6 separate regions of the Mus musculus genome follow, and all the other regions are linked to region 1. Evidence: chromatin contacts called from public Hi-C, HiChIP or PLAC-seq and promoter capture Hi-C data. All regions are on one chromosome and are shown on one strand. The core of a region is the stretch at or near the end of the contact, and the rest is flanking DNA. Distances in the headings are between cores, read along the strand shown.

Evidence for each region. Promoter capture Hi-C pulls out the DNA fragments that hold promoters and counts their contacts. Hi-C and Micro-C count contacts between places; a contact is called where the count stands out from the background. HiChIP or PLAC-seq counts read pairs in DNA pulled down with a chosen protein or histone mark.
Region 2: a contact with region 1 is called in an H3K27ac HiChIP or PLAC-seq map of embryonic stem cells, with 3 times the contacts expected there. The contact joins the enhancer-like site here to the promoter of Hcn1 in region 1. A contact is called at or near these places in 17 of 39 promoter capture datasets (the 3T3-L1 cell line, 3T3-L1-derived adipocytes, the C10 cell line and 12 more), 1 of 484 Hi-C or Micro-C datasets (bone marrow-derived macrophages), 7 of 115 datasets of contacts at active chromatin or transcription factors (SST interneurons, differentiating embryonic stem cells, embryonic stem cells and 2 more) and 1 of 9 other capture datasets (macrophages).
Region 3: a promoter capture Hi-C map of second pharyngeal arch cranial neural crest shows a contact between it and region 1, with 4 times the contacts expected there. The contact joins the enhancer-like site here to the promoter of Hcn1 in region 1. A contact is called at or near these places in 18 of 39 promoter capture datasets (the 3T3-L1 cell line, 3T3-L1-derived adipocytes, the C10 cell line and 12 more) and 2 of 9 other capture datasets (embryonic stem cells and macrophages).
Region 4: an HNF4G HiChIP or PLAC-seq map of pancreatic cancer cells shows a contact between it and region 1. The contact joins the promoter of Emb here to the promoter of Hcn1 in region 1. A contact is called at or near these places in 5 of 39 promoter capture datasets (cranial neural crest, embryonic stem cells, pre-B cells and 2 more), 4 of 484 Hi-C or Micro-C datasets (all in embryonic stem cells) and 1 of 115 datasets of contacts at active chromatin or transcription factors (pancreatic cancer cells).
Region 5: a Hi-C map of cerebellum shows a contact between it and region 1, with 2.9 times the contacts expected there. The contact joins the enhancer-like site here to the promoter of Hcn1 in region 1. A contact is called at or near these places in 6 of 39 promoter capture datasets (the C10 cell line, embryonic stem cells, hippocampal neurons and 2 more), 6 of 484 Hi-C or Micro-C datasets (the AtT-20 cell line, brain, cerebellar granule neurons and 2 more), 3 of 115 datasets of contacts at active chromatin or transcription factors (forebrain, neural progenitor cells and stem cell-derived neural progenitor cells) and 1 of 9 other capture datasets (embryonic stem cells).
Region 6: a Hi-C map of rod photoreceptor shows a contact between it and region 1, with 3 times the contacts expected there. The contact joins the enhancer-like site here to the promoter of Hcn1 in region 1. A contact is called at or near these places in 6 of 39 promoter capture datasets (the 3T3-L1 cell line, cranial neural crest, hematopoietic stem and progenitor cells and 3 more), 4 of 484 Hi-C or Micro-C datasets (cortical neurons, olfactory sensory neurons, rod photoreceptor and 1 more) and 1 of 9 other capture datasets (embryonic stem cells).

What each region holds. Positions count from the first base shown.
Region 1 is chr13:117,601,055-117,603,578 of GRCm38.p6, forward strand. It overlaps Hcn1 (hyperpolarization activated cyclic nucleotide gated potassium channel 1), which reads left to right and starts at 1,266. Exons shown (of 8, transcript NM_010408.3): 1 at 1,266-2,041. The coding sequence starts at 1,650.
Region 2 is chr13:118,020,122-118,022,645 of GRCm38.p6, forward strand. No RefSeq gene overlaps it. Among named protein-coding and RNA genes, the nearest start is that of Gm26349, 15 kb to the right of the region's middle. Within about 2 kb of position 1,265, at least 17 of the 459 cell types and tissues checked have an H3K27ac peak or open chromatin away from gene starts, as enhancers often do. A contact at or near this core is called in embryonic stem cells, where this site is marked.
Region 3 is chr13:118,004,098-118,006,621 of GRCm38.p6, forward strand. No RefSeq gene overlaps it. Among named protein-coding and RNA genes, the nearest start is that of Gm26349, 31 kb to the right of the region's middle. Within about 2 kb of position 1,269, at least 2 of the 459 cell types and tissues checked have an H3K27ac peak or open chromatin away from gene starts, as enhancers often do. A contact at or near this core is called in second pharyngeal arch cranial neural crest, where this site is marked.
Region 4 is chr13:117,219,314-117,221,837 of GRCm38.p6, forward strand. Emb (embigin) reads left to right here and starts at 1,260. Exons shown (of 9, transcript NM_010330.4): 1 at 1,260-1,644. The coding sequence starts at 1,536.
Region 5 is chr13:117,939,549-117,942,072 of GRCm38.p6, forward strand. All of the region lies in intron 6 of Hcn1 (hyperpolarization activated cyclic nucleotide gated potassium channel 1), which reads left to right. Among named protein-coding and RNA genes, the nearest start is that of Gm3474, 18 kb to the right of the region's middle. Within about 2 kb of position 1,258, at least 10 of the 459 cell types and tissues checked have an H3K27ac peak or open chromatin away from gene starts, as enhancers often do. A contact at or near this core is called in the AtT-20 cell line and cerebellum, where this site is marked.
Region 6 is chr13:117,857,376-117,859,899 of GRCm38.p6, forward strand. The region is part of intron 3 of Hcn1 (hyperpolarization activated cyclic nucleotide gated potassium channel 1); the gene reads left to right. Among named protein-coding and RNA genes, the nearest start is that of Gm3474, 100 kb to the right of the region's middle. Within about 2 kb of position 1,261, at least 4 of the 459 cell types and tissues checked have an H3K27ac peak or open chromatin away from gene starts, as enhancers often do. A contact at or near this core is called in olfactory sensory neurons and rod photoreceptor, where this site is marked.

The DNA.
Region 1 (2,524 bases), core at 16-2,515:
AAAACCCAAAGTGATTGGCCTCACCTGTTTTTTTTTTTCATCTTGTGCCACAGGTTGGCACTCTGACAAAGAATCTCTTCCCGAAGTGTCTCTTCTCTCCCATGCGACCTTAGCAAACAGTAAATCAGAGGATCTATCTATGTCTTGGCTGGGTGAGCTTGGCTTTGAAGAGGCTGTGGGCATGGAGGTAATGCTTGCTGGTATCTTGAACAGATGTTCTGGGCTGCTTATAGTCTCGAAACTCTTCAGACTTCCAAGATGCCCTGCTGAGTGAATGGTAACTTTGGCAGCACATTTTGCTTCCATTAGCTAATCCAGTGGGTTGGGGAGACACCAAGGGAACAAGAGAAATCTGAGATCGCTGTCCTCAGCATCAGTCGCACGTGGTCAACTTCACCAGAGAATACTTCATGGCATCCTGACTGGATTCCAAGTTATCTCGACCTCTGAGCCTGGTGTTGCTGAACACAGTGCGGCATATTTATCTCTCTGTGTGGTTATTGATTGTATAACTTATCTTAAAAGGAAGGTCATCTTAGGCCACTTATCTCTTACACATTTTTTTCTTTTCTTTCCAGCAGGACTGGCCAATAAATTTGCTCACATGTGTGTTGATGTTAGTGGCCTTCCTAGGAAGGAACCCCATTCCCGTTTAAGGAGCTGTGTGAGAATAAACAGGATAAGTAGAAGGAGGTCAGTTGTCTGTCCCTAGGTACAGATCCTTAATCTGAAAAGCTCCAGGCAGCTGATTATCCAGGGCTACAAAGATCTATTTGCTAGTTGTGTGCCCCTCCCCGCCCCCATCTTTCATTTTTCCCTCTTGTCTTCTTGCTTCTCTCTTCTGTCCCTCTCTCCCTCTTTTCCACGACATGCCTTTTTCAGCGTGTCTCCTTGATTTTATCTTCACCTAGCTTTACAAGTGGATTGATAGTGTGCAGAATTAACCTGACCCCCTTTCTCTATTTGTAACATCATTCCAACAGGCGTTCAGTGTCTCTGGTGTTTTAGGTGGAGTTTTGTTCTGAATTAACGCAATTTGCTAGTTCAGCTCTCTCTCAGTCTCTGTCTGTCTGTCTGTCTGTCTGTCTGTCTTTCCCTTCTCCCCCCCTGCCTCCCTCCTTCCATCTCTCCTTCCCTCTGTCGTTTCCCTCCTCCCCTTTTCCTCCCCCTCCTTCCCTTTTCTGCCCTCCCACTTTTGCAAACCCACATCCAGAGAGCCTCCCTCCAAACGTACAAATACGCGTCCGGGGCGGGCTCAGGAGTTCAATGTCACGCTGGGCAGAAGTGGCACAGGCGAGCGGCGGGGCGCGCGCGGGTAGAGGCGGTCTGCGGCCAGCAGGGGGCAGCCGAGGGGCGGCGCTGGCGCGCGGGTGCCGAGCGGAGGAGCCTCGCCCCGCGCCCGCAGCCTCAGCCTCAGCCTCAGTACCAGGCGCGGCGGAGCCCGGAGCGCGGCAGAGCCGGCAGCGCAGCCACTGAGGGCAGCGGCGGCGGCGGGAGCCAGGCGCGCAGCGGAGCAGCGGGCGGGCGGGAAGCAGTAGCCGCCGCCGCCGCTGCCGCCGCGACGGGCAGCCGGCTCCGGCCCCTGCTCCTTGGCTTCGAGCCCCCGGCGAGTCTGGAGCCCGCGCCGTCGCCGGTCGCGTCCTCCGGGCATGGAAGGCGGCGGCAAACCCAACTCCGCGTCCAACAGCCGCGACGATGGCAACAGCGTCTTCCCCTCCAAGGCGCCCGCGACGGGGCCGGTGGCGGCCGACAAGCGCCTGGGGACCCCGCCGGGGGGCGGCGCGGCCGGGAAGGAACATGGCAACTCCGTGTGCTTCAAGGTGGACGGCGGCGGAGGAGAGGAGCCGGCGGGCAGCTTCGAGGATGCCGAGGGGCCCCGGCGGCAGTATGGTTTCATGCAGAGGCAGTTCACCTCCATGCTGCAGCCTGGGGTCAACAAATTCTCCCTCCGCATGTTTGGGAGCCAGAAGGCGGTGGAGAAGGAGCAGGAAAGGGTTAAAACTGCAGGCTTCTGGATTATCCATCCGTACAGTGACTTCAGGTGAGGACTCCCTGGAGCCGCCCCACCCTGCTCCCCCTGACGCGCCTTCCAGCATCCTATCCTGCCTCTGGGAAGGTGCGCCCCGGGGATTCACAGTGGGGGTGCGGGGCAGGCGGGGCGGCGATGCTGGAGGCTTCTACTTAGACTGGCCATACTCCACTCTTCCAACTAGTTTCCACCGACGACAGGTTTAGGGTAGGGAGTTTCTTCTCCCCGGAGCGCCAGGGAGGCTCTTCTCCTTTGCCTGGTGAACTTTGGGGACAGCAGAGGAGGGAAGAAGGCCACCGTGACCCGTGGACGGGAGGTTGTTAAGTTGCACTAGGGAAACTTTTAGTTTGGTAATGTTAGGACGAGACAGGTATCCTTGCTAAGAGCAGTTCCCCAAAGAAATGAAAAAAGATGCTTCTGGGATCCCGGAGATGAGGAAACTGGAGACAGTGACTCACAGGTCCTAGCTGTTCCTGCCACTCTCGCCCCTGGGAG
Region 2 (2,524 bases), core at 15-2,514, 420 kb after region 1:
AGATATAATGTAAGATTCACTAGAAAAATAAATGGAAAATTATGGGTTTTTTTTCATTCTTTCCATCTATATTATTGTTCCTATGGAAGTAGAGATATTTTAAAGAGTTACTTGTACTATTAAAACAATGAATCTTGAAGAAAAGGGAATTTCCCCAGACATTTTATGCTGGGAGATAGAAAGGGTGTGTCTGTTGCTGTAGTGAGACACAACCAGAGAGCAATTTGGGGCAGAAAGAGTTTATGCAGCTTACTCTTCTGTATTGCTGTTTGTCACTGAGGGAAGTCAGGGCAGGAACTCAGTTATGGTAGGATCCTAGAGGCAGGAGCTGATGCAGAGTCCATGGAGGGGTGCTGCTTACTGCCTTATATCCCATGGCTTGCTCAGCCTGCTTTCTTATAGAACACAGGACCACCAGCACAGGGATGGAACTACCCACAATGGGCTGGTCCCTCCCCCATTAATCACTAGTTAAGAAAATGCCTTACAGCAGGGTCTCATGGAGACTTTGTTGTTGTTGCTGTTTGTTTTGTTTTGTTTTGTTTTTTCAATTAAGCCCTCCCTTCCCACATCTTCAGACACCTCTTGTTTGTGTGTCATTCTGATACAAGACTGGCCAGAACAGGGTTCCAGAGAAATTTAAAACAGTTCTAACAGCTTGTCAAACAATCTTACTGGATAAGACTGAAAACCAAATAATGGTAGGAGGGCCCACTTAAGTCCTGCTTAAGTAGGACTGCTTAGATGTTCATAGCCTATGATCTTAATATCTTCAAAATCCTCAAGTCAAAGTTGAGGGGTTTGCTGGCTCTCTTTGTCACTCTTCCCAATGTGACCACATCGAAAAATCATTTTCTGCTTTCTGCCTTTCATTTAGCTGTTTTAGCTGGCTTATTGAGGACCAGTGGCTGGGCATGACATAAAGTATAGGTTATGAGAAATTAGAACTGAAATCAAGTCCCACTGGGTATGGTAGTGCTTGCTGAGAAACCTGGCATGTGCTGTTGTGGAATTCAAGGCCACCAGGGAGACTACCTAAACTCTATTGAGGTTTAATTTAAGAATTATATCTAAGTTGCAGCTGACCAATCTCCTTGGTGGGATTTGAGACTGCCACCTAAGCTTAAAGGGGAGGCAGGGCCTTTAATAAGCAAAAGCCACAGTTTCTTTTTGTGGACAATTTCCTCTGTAGGTGTGAGATAACATACTGGATCTTTTGCATTCCTAGAATTCCTTGTATTGTCTAAACAATCTCTAGTTACACACAGGGCTGGCCTCAGACCTCAGTGATGGAGTACTTAGCTACTACAGTGTGAAGGTGAGACTGGAGGATCATAAGCTAGATGACAGTCTAGGTTGTGACAAGACCCTTTGTGAAGGCCGTGACATTGAGTTGCCATTTCAAAGGTGACAAAAAGACAAGAGGTTATTAAAAATGGTTCTCACTATGACTAGTAGGAACTAAATATGTTGCCACTTTGGTCCCTACTTGCATTCTGTTTATTATTTTTCTCTAAGCTATAAACATATCCCACCACAAGATTCAGGTGCTAAGACAAAAAATATAACTAGTCTAGCAGAGATGAAGATATTCTAAAGAGACACATATACCTTTTTGATATGTTTTGTAAAATGTAGTATGATGCAGTGGGATTAGGACTGGTACCTTAATGGGCCCGTGCTGAGTCATCCTCTTCCCCCCAGGTATAAGTCACACAAAGAGTCTAGTATAAAATGAAGTTTATTTGGGGGCATGGGCAGGATGGTTGAGAAGGGAGTAGAGGCAGAGAAAGAGAAGGGACAGACGTGGACAGAGAGAGAGAGAGAGAGAGAGAGAGAGGAAGAGGAGGCTGGACAGGAACTGGTGGAGAGAGAGAAGGGGAGAGGGAAGGAGAGAGAGAAGCCAGAGGAAAACCAGACAGAGGCAGAGATGGGAGGTGGGGGAGTGTGAGAGGCCAAACAATCTTTTTATAGCAAGCCAGGCTCCTACCTAGTTGTTGCTAGTTAATTGTTAAGCGGACCCTAGAAGGGATGCCAACATGCTAACATTCCTCCATTTTGGTTTAATTAAAAATAGAAACTAGAAAGAGGTGATGGTGAAGCAAGTAGGGTCATGGTGATCTTTAGCTGCTTCCTGCTGACTTTGGAGTAACATGTTTCTGGGAAACCTAAGAAACTGGGGATGGGGATGTTGGTCAAGTTGGCCATTTCTTTGTTGTCCAGGGTCTATTGGACCATCTACAGGTAGAAAGGTCCAGGTCCAGGGTCCCCTATGAAGGAGCTAGAGAAAGTATCCAAGGAGCTGAAGGGGTTTGCAGTCCCATAGGAAAAACAACATTATGAACTAACCAGTACCCCCCAGAGCTGCCAGGGACTACACCACCAATCAAAGAAAACATGTGGTGGGACTCATTGCTCCATCTGCATATGTAGAAGAGGATGGCCTAATAGGTCATCAATGGGAGGAGAGGCCCTTGGTCCTGTGAAGGTTCTATGCCCCAGTATAGGGGCCAGGGCCAGGAAG
Region 3 (2,524 bases), core at 19-2,518, 400 kb after region 1:
CAGAGCTGAGACTGAAGGAAAGACCATCAAGAGACTGCCCCACCTGGGGATTCATCCCAAAAACAACCACCAAACCCAGACACTATTTCACATACCAACAAGATTTTACTGACAGGACCCTGATATAGCTGTTTCCTGTGAGGCTCTGCCAGTGCCTGGCAAATACAGAAATGGATGCTCACAGTCATCTATTGGATGGAACATAGGGTCCCTAATGAAGGAGCTAGAGAAAGTACCCAATGAGGTGAATGGGTCTGTAGCCCTATAGGAGGAACAACAATATGAACTAACCAGTACCCCCCAGAGCTCATCTCCCTACCTGCATATGGAGCAGAGGATGGCCTAGTCAGCCATCAATGGGAGGAGTGGCCTTTGGTCTTCAGAAGATTCCATGCCCCAGTATAAGGGAATGCCTGGGCCAGGAAGCTCAAGTTGGTGGTTGGGGAGCAGGGGGAGGGGGAGGGTATAGGGAATTTTTGGAGGAGAAATTAGGAAAGGAGATAGCATTTGAAATGTAAATGAAGAAAATATCTAATTAAAAAAACAGAAAGAAAAAGAACAGAAAGAAAAAAAAACAGAAGGAATTCTCTTGATCAATGTATGATCACCTGGCAGGAATGAATTTGTGCTTGTGCTTAGAAGCAGATGCACATTTCCTTCTGTAGAGGTAAAAGGAGCTATATTCTGGCTCAATCATGATGCATATCACATCAAGTGTTTATAGAAGAATGCAGAATCCAGGTGCACAGTAAAAAGATTGGGAGAGGAGGAGAGAAAAACAGGAGGCAGCACAGGGAAAACTCCAGAACTGAGTTAATTAAGACTGTGGTAAATCAGAGGCAGACAACATACACTGCTAATGAATTGGAAAGCACATGGAGAGAGGAGACTTTAGAGAAGCCTAAAGCAAGCACTGACCTGAGGAAAGAGATCTGAAGATTGCTACACAGCTGCCTTTGTGACTTAGGAGAATTTAAATAAAGATCCCTCCCCCATCTCAGCCCCACAGGGGACCAGTTTAAAAAATTAAAAGAATATTTATAAAGAAAATATACTTACTATTTTAACTATAGTATCTATTAATGTTTTACAAATTATCTTTTTGAAGTCTTCTTAGTTTATTTTCCTATTGCCATGATAAAATATTCAGAAAAAAAAAAGAAACTTTAGGGGAAAAAATATTTATTCTGCCACATGGTTCAAGGGTATGGTCATCATACTATGGGAGTCATCCTGGGAGCAGGAATTTGAAGTAATTGAAATAATTACAAACACATGTGTAATGAGAAAAGAACATAATGAAAGTGTGTTCTGCTCTGCTCCCATTTTTTTTTAGCTGTATATTTTCTGATCCCAGCCACAGATGGAATATCTTGTCACAACACTTACCACAATAATTCCTCAAAGGCTTTCCCAGAGTCCTGTCTCCCAGGTCATCTAGATTAAAATTGACAATAATACCAACCATTATATCTTCCAATTGTCCAGTCGATTTTTGTGGTCTATATTTTCAAGCCAGAAAACCAAGACTCGGGAAAACTTAAATAATTAGTTTAAGAATAGAAAACACCCAAATGAAATAGCAGTAGTTAGGTCTTTTTTTATTTTATTCTGCTAACAAGAAAAATATGACTATATGACTTCTAATATAGGTTCCTTAGTATAGATATCAGTACCAGACTGGGGCATTTTGTTACAATGCATCTTAGTCAGGGTTTGTAATCCTGCATAAAACATAAGCAAGAAGCAAGTTGGGGAGGATAGGGTTTATTCAGCTTACACTTCCACATTGCTGTTCATCACCAGAGGAAGTCAGGATAGAAATTCACATAGGGCAAGAACTTGGAGGCAGGAGCTGATGCAGAGGACAAGGAGGGGTACTGCTTACATTGCTTCCCCTGGCTTCCTTAGCTTGCTTTCTTACAGAACCCAGGACTACCAGCCCAGGGATGGCAACACCCACAATGGGTCCTCCCCCATTGATCACTAATTGAGAAAATACCTTACAGCTGGATCTCATGGAGGCATTTTCTCAAGGGAGGCTCCTTTCTCTGTGATAACTACAACAGCTTGTGTCAAGTTGAAAATCAGCCAGTACACAATGAACAATTACACAGATAATCCTTGTTTAGGCTTGTTACCTAAAGCCTATCTATTACATGAGATGTTACTTGTTGTTGAACGTTCTTTGGGTTATAACCGTATGACTTAAGGCCAACTTTTAGAGTATACAGAGACCGATTGCACTGCTCTGAACAGCCTGTGTCTCTCTCCATACCATCCTTCTCGTCAACCTACAAACTTCTGATAACTGATATTTTCACCTCATCTTAAAAAAATTTTTGCCTGTATTTTTTCAAAATGTCACTTATATGGAGTCTTCTAATATATCACCTCTGCATATTAACTTGTTTCACTTGATAATATTCTTTTAAGTCTCTTCCATATCACTTCATGACTTGACAACTCCTTTCTATTAAGTGCTAAATATCTTACTGTCTAAGTGCACTCTGATGATTTTCCA
Region 4 (2,524 bases), core at 10-2,509, 380 kb before region 1:
TAATAATAGACCTGCCCCCACCTCAGGCAAGCATTCCATCACAACTAGTATTTGCTGTGTTACACAGAGACACTATTATCTTCATAGAGACCTCAAACAAAAAGGTAAAAATTGCTACGGGTCGCGTTTAATGCCCTCAGCGTAAATGACATGACTTTTCTTCTTCTCCATGTATAAGCCCACAGTTTTCCAGGAATCTCACCTGCAACCCCATTTACAACAAAAGGAAATGTCTTAACTATCCGGTAGAACGCTTGCAGTCCATGTTTTGATCTTATCAGACTGTAACTCCACGAAAGGCGCCCCTGTAGCCACCCTACAAAAAGGAGGGATGGGGGGAGGGGCTCTTAGCAGCCCCTTTGAGTTGTAACTTGGGAGCCACCAAAATGGTCTTTATGGTTACTGTTAAAACACAGCTCTGAAACCCATGCACCTGGTCTTGGATGTGTCTTATTGTTATTAGCCCTCATATTTAAATCTACTCTGAGAAAACCCTCTTTTTAATTAACTCCAGCTCTGCTTCATACCACATCATTCTTTAATTCCTTCCTTCAGTTTTACCTGAGTGGAGGTTCCTAAGGGACAAAGGGCTACTAAGTAGGGCTTGCTGAGTGCCCCGGATTTAAGGCTCACTAGTTTTAACCTAGACGCCTTTCCCGCTGAATAGGAAAACAATTGTTTTGAACTATCTCAATTTATTTGATAGGAGAGTAAGAAACTTCAACCTCCGGCCCCGCGTGGGTAAGAGATAACATTGTATTCCACAATGTTTGACAAAGATGAATGGCCTTCTGCCATTTACACAGAATCCCCTTAACTTAGTTTTTGTTTGGTGAGCTCTTTGGCGCCAGGAGAGCTGTTGCCGCAAGCAAACAAAGGGAAACACACTGTGGGGCCTAGGGACTCTGAAATCTTAATCCGGAGGGAACTGGCCAAACCTTCAGAGGGGGAGGGTATGCACGACTAATAGAAAGCTCTGAGAAACATTAATTTAAGTACCGGGCTTGGGGGCACTGAATAGCGCCCTCGGTCTGGTAAGAAGAAACCTTTGCACATCCAAAGATGTATAGGAGCAGAACTATCCGGTCCTTTTCACCTGTCACATCAAAGTAAATGTGTGAACCCATCCAACGGATGGAAAGAACACTCTGTGGGGAGTTGCAACCCCTCCGGGAGGTGATGGGGTACACACACCTGGCTGGCTCCAGGAGCTAGGTCCCTCCCCAACCTGTGTTAGCCAGAGGGTGGGGGCGGGAGAGGATTCGGCGCCGAGGTTGCACAGCACATCCGGGCGCGCCGGTAGCGGGCTGCGGGCTGCATAATTGATGGAAGGCCGGCGCAATTGCGCTGGGAGCGTCTCGGGGGTGGAGGCCAGGGCGGCCGGGCCCCTCCCACTCGGTTTATTCTCGAGTGTCCTGTCCCCAGGACTGGCAGTGGGCGCCCAGTTACCAGCAAGTGTACACAGGGACCAACGGAGACGGATCGCAGCGAGCTGAGGGTGCCTTAGCGACCTCCTGGACAGACCCGCCCGCGCCATGCGCTCGCACACTGGCCTGAGGGCGCTTGTGGCGCCTGGTTACCCGCTCCTCCTTCTATGTCTTCTGGCGGCGACGCGCCCTGATCCGGCTGAGGGCGATCCCACAGGTACCTGGGGGGTTCGGGGGGCTGGCGCGGGGAGGGCTCTGGGTTCACCGGAAGAGGCTCAGTGGCGGCGACCCTCCAGCCCGACGACATCCCTTGCCGCTCGCGCAGGGGCCGCGGGGATGCAGGCGCAGGCGGCTACGGAGCGGAGAGGGGGGTGGCCTTTCATTGGCTGGGCGCGGGTTACCCAAGGAGGAAACGTGGGAGCCCGGGTGGCTCCGCATCCGCCGGGTATAGGGATGATCCCGTCCCAGTAAAGCTCAGTTTGATCCTGGGAGCTGGTAGTGAGACAGGGTCGGATTTTTCCTAGGAAGTGGGCAAATAGAGTGCGTGGGTTTGTGCGGGGGAGACTGGGGGCTTCTGCTAGTGTGGCATGATTATGAGTCCACATTCCGCGAGGCCGGCTCCCTTCATTAGAGCCACAGCGAGGCTCTCGTATCACCTTTCCTCCTGGCAGGTGTTGAAATTGAGTATGATTTTTAGAGCAGAGGGTAAAAATCGCGATAGCCAGCCAACTCAAACAAGCCCAGATAAGAAAATTAGACGTGTGTGTTGTCTTTTCATAACAATCTTTATAAAAACAAAACATTTTTCAAGGGTGTTGGGTTGCGTGTTTACGGCATGCGGACAGAAGGATTTCCGTGAAAAACATTACCGGGTCAAGATCTATTTTGCCACCTTAACTCACCTTTTTATACTTTATGTGTTGCAAGCGATCCAATGCTTTTCAGTGCAAGTTCCTGTGTCTGTGGCAGGTTAGCTCCCATTTAAGTCACCACTAACTTTCTTAAGCAGTTGAAAGACTGGCTTTACTGGGAACTAAATCCAGACATTATTCCACACAAGGTTTTGCGCTATTATAAATTATTTCCATGAGGTTATA
Region 5 (2,524 bases), core at 8-2,507, 340 kb after region 1:
TTCTACTCTTTCTTTGATTATTTAGTTCCTGGACAGAAGACACACAAACAACTTTTATATTTACAATAAGCCATAAGCAGCACAAGAACTGGACAGATACTTACCCTCTATGCTGTTAGAATCGATTTTCCTATCGATAGCCCCAAGTTATTACTTACTATGTTTCATTTCAGCTTCTCTTAACTCCAATTGGCCAGACCTCAAGGCCATGTTTTTATGGCTTACCTAAGCCATGGCAGCTTCTCTCTCCTCCTCCAAAGACTTCTTTCCTCCTTGTTTTCCTCCAACCCCAAGCTGGAAATCCTAAACCCCACCTATCTCTTCTGCTCAGCTATTGGCTGTCAGCATCTTTATTTACCAATCAGAAAAAATTTGAAGCTAGGGTCACACAGGTCTACATCCAGATTCCAGGGCTTGGGAGCCTACACTTAGCATTTTAATTAACAACAAGACCAAACCTCAATATAGTTGAAATAATAATCATCCTTCAAGACACAAAGTTTAGATTTGGAAGCAATGAAAGAGTCTTTGTCTTTCTCAAAAGAACATTTTAATGTACAGAGTCATGCAGGTATACAAGACGCTCAGGTCTTTGACACTGTGTGGTATTTCAGTTTAACACATCCTTACAGAGATCTCTCATAAGTACATAAAGAAACACGGAGAGAGTATGTCTATGTGTATTTCTTAGGTTTTCTTTTTGGCTAATTTTCTTTGTTTTATTCTATTCTTGTTTGTTTTTATTTTATTGTTATTTTCGACACCTGTTTGTTTTCTAACAAAAAAAGAGAAATAAAGGGTGTGGCTTTGGGTGGGAGGGAAGGTTGGGAGGACCTAGGTTGGGGTTGGATGAGGGACAACCATGATCAGAATATACTGCATGAATATATATATATATATATATATATATATATATATATATATATATGATATATACATACATACATACACACACACACACACACACACACACACACATATATATATATATATATATATATATATATATATATATATATGTATATATATAAAGGAAGCACTACTTGTGATTAAAGCCCTGACTCAGAACTCTGCTGTTTGAGTAGGCTCATTTGGAAGGCCCTGCTGCTGCCCTGCCGAGCTGCACTGCTGGTGGACAGATGGCTGGTTTCTCACTGTGCCCTCATTTCAACTCCATCTCTGGCTGGCTTCTTTTCTGTGTGGCCTTCCACCTGTGCTGACAATAGATGGAGGCAGTTCATTATGGATCACCTTACATGTAACTCTTAGATTTAGACCTCACTGCACATTGGAAGGTCCAAATAGCTCTCACCTTGCATCAGCATCACCGGCTGACCTTGATTCGATATGCGTCACCTGTTGGAGGAGCTTCAGCACATTTTATTGGTTGATGCTTCCTCTCTCATGATATTCCAAATTAAATTACCAAAGTCTATATTTAGGACCTAATCTATAAAAAGATTACCAAGCAGCATGATGTGGCTGTATGCTCAGCATCCACAGAGCCAGGCTCGAGTCCCGGGGCCGTGGGGAGGAACTAAATGCATGTCTCTGAGCAATTTGTCTGAAGTCCAAGAGCTCAAGACTATATTCTGTAAAATGAGATTATTAAGTCAGACACCTCCTATGGTGACTTCAAGCTGAACAATTCATTGGAATGACATTTGCGGGGGGAGTAAATGTGCTTGGCCAACTCTTTAATTTTAGGTGTCTAAACATGTAAAATATTCCTAACTATACTTAAGTCCATGTTATTTTTTTTAAAGAGAATGTGCCTTATCTTTATCATTATTTAGGATGTTGAGTTTATGCCACTCATCTAGCATTTTTCACAAGAAGTCAGGTAAAATAAATAAAGATGGCTATGCTTTGAGGTTTCTTAAAATATGTTGAGAGGGAGCGGGATAATGAACATGGGCCTGGGTCTTAGAGAAGAGGAGGATGGTGTCTCCAAGACTCAGTTTCATATCTGTAAATTTGGATTAATCGTAATTCTCCCCACATTAGGTTTGCACAAGGAACTAGATAATTCAATATATCTAAAGCATTTAGAACAGTACATGGTTTCTAGTATGTCCTGTGTGTTAAGCATTAAATATGCGAAAGGGCCAATGTCATATAAAGCAAGATATATGCATGAGGACACTGCCAAGAGTTCATTGATTTGATGCTCATGTCAACTGAAAAATGTGTGCATTCTCCTGATTGTGTTTACCTAAACGTGGTAGCACTGAAACACAGCCTAAGTCAATGTGCACAGTCGAGGATGGGCTGTGTGGAAGGAATAAGTAATCTTAAAGGATTTTCAACTGAAATACAGCTTCAATCTTTTAAATTATATTCACTTCACTACATGCACATATAAACACACACACAAATATATATGAACTGATATTCTAGAGTTTTATGAAATCAATATTCTCTAAATAACTAGTCTTAAGGTTCCAGGTGTGATGCTAAATAATTTTATAAATATAATAGTATTTTACCATAATAAAAGATTTTGAAATTTTCAACATTAAAA
Region 6 (2,524 bases), core at 11-2,510, 260 kb after region 1:
TCTATACTGAGGTACTAAGACATGATATATGTGTAATCTGTGTGTCCTTTAATGTAAACTTACTAACCATCAAAATTGGCATTGTGTTTCATTTTTAGTTCAGTCTTCCACATAAAGTGTACTAAGTAAATGCCTGCCTCAGGAAATGCTGGTTGTCGTTCCTTATTCCTAAAATAGAGGGTACTGGGTATGGCAATAGTAGAATTGGAAGCAAACAATTCCATAGGAGGATTCGAGGATCAACTTCTGGGATCATTTGATAAGATTCGTGAAAAACAATGACTAATCAATGAAAGATAATATTAGTTGAGTTGTCTTATGTGTGCTGGTTTTTTTTTCATCAGAACTTCTGTGAAAATAATTATTTCTTTAAAGTAAAAAAAAAATGGGTAGTTTCTTTCTCTAACAAGAAAGCAAGTAAATTGCCTTCCTTATGATGATTTCAAGAGACCGAGCCTGGCATTCAGTGGGAAGCAGCTTCACGTTATTTTCTTGGGTTATTAATGCCATATGTCAAGTCGAACATTTGCCCATGTACTTTCATTCTTATTTTTGAGAATCTAAAGGAGCTCATTGACAATGGGAACTGTGCGTGAATCGACATCTTCCCAGCTTGGTATGCTTGTAGAATCAAAAGCAGTAAGTCGTTTTTTGTTTTTTGTTTTTTAAGGACACATATTTTGTTTTAAGTATCCTTCTTTCTGTACTTATTTGCTACACATTTCCAGATAAGTTTCCATGAGTATGCAAGGGTGTACCTGGAAGAATCTAGATTGAACTTTAAATATTTTATAAAGAACCTCTCTCTCTCTCCTTCCTCCTTCTACCTACTCTTCTTATTACTCTTTCTCTCATAGACACACACACTCACACACACATACACACACATGTATGCAAGCACACAAGAGAGAGACAGAGACAGAGAGACAAAGAGACAGAGAGAGACAGAGAGAGGGAGAGAGATAAATATCTATAGTATTATTTTATTAATTTAACAAAATATATTCTGCCTCTTCTAAGTATTATTTGGTGTTTAAATTTTCTGTGTAATTGTTCATGGGATCTGATCAAGGATTCTGTAAATTATAAATATTACATTTGTATAAAGCTTATGTGGATTTAAATGTCAAAACAGATTATCCCCGAAGGGACGCTGAAACAGATGCATTACCTGCTAAGAATACACAGAACACACTGAGCACAGGGTAAGAGTTTTAAGTTGAGAGTTAGGCTTCTAAAAATAGCTGAGTGCTCAATCCTCCTGTCTTTTCTCACCACCTTACACGGCAGAGTATTCCCCAGGCTTATCTCTTAGATTGCATAAGCAATATAGCAACTTGAAATTACTTGTTGCTGAAGGCTTTGTCTATGTTTATGCAATTTAAGGTGATTCCTTCACACTCTAGATCTTACTAATATGTGTGGTTGGTTATTTATATAATTATTACACAGCTGTTAGAATGATCACTTAATCCTGAGATTGATATGATTTTTGCAAAAGACAAGTGTTTCCTACACAATTTCAATTTTGTTAAATGCTGATATCATGAATTAGTGCTAAGGACTGATGACATTATGGCAACACTGGGTAGTAAAGGTGACATTGTGTGACATACTGTTTCTCCCAGGTATGAACTAATAATAATTTGACTTGGACTGCAATTATCAAAATGGTAACAATTTATGCAGAAGATGCTCTGAGTTTCTTCTTAAACACTCTACTGTGAACCAAACACAAGATAACAAGGTGCTGCCTAAAATGTATTGTGCCTATAAACAGTATGTCAGGCAAATGAGAGACAGATGTTCTTACAGTGAGGCCATGGGCAAGTTAACGGAACTGAGAATCATATCATCATTCCAAGATGAATATAAAAAAGGACATTCTAGTTCCCACTAGCTATTGTGATAATCATAAGATCTTATATGTTGTTATAAGAGATTCATAAAAATCATACTTGATGTTTTTGCTTGTGGTTCTGACCATTATTGAAGAAAGAATACTGGCAAAATCATAAAGACATGGTTCTTTTGGAATCTTTTGTGTATCACACAATGATAGGCAAATCAGATGAGACTTGGAACAAATAATAAAATGCATCCTTCCTACATAGTAGAGTAAAATAAAGTTGAAACATCTGAATATATTATATTATGTATATATGTATTGACAGTTATTAGAGAAAATTTAGTTTTCTCAATGAATAGTACAAGTATTTTCCCATATCCTTTATGATTGCAACTTTCTATAAATGTATTAGCAAAATTGTTGGATCAATATTTTGTTTGTTTTCAGTGTCAGTGCTTAGCTCTGGTAGAGAGATCATAAGCCCAGTGGAAATCCATTTAGAAAATGAAAAAGTAGGAAAGCTATGGCATTCTGTCAATACACAAGATATATGAAATGCTAAGGGAAAATTCTACCTTTGCTGAGGTGGACGGTCAGAGCTAGAAACAGGTGAAAATATGTTTTTATAGTGACAAAGTGAATATTATATAAATACTCAACATAAAGGACTAAGTT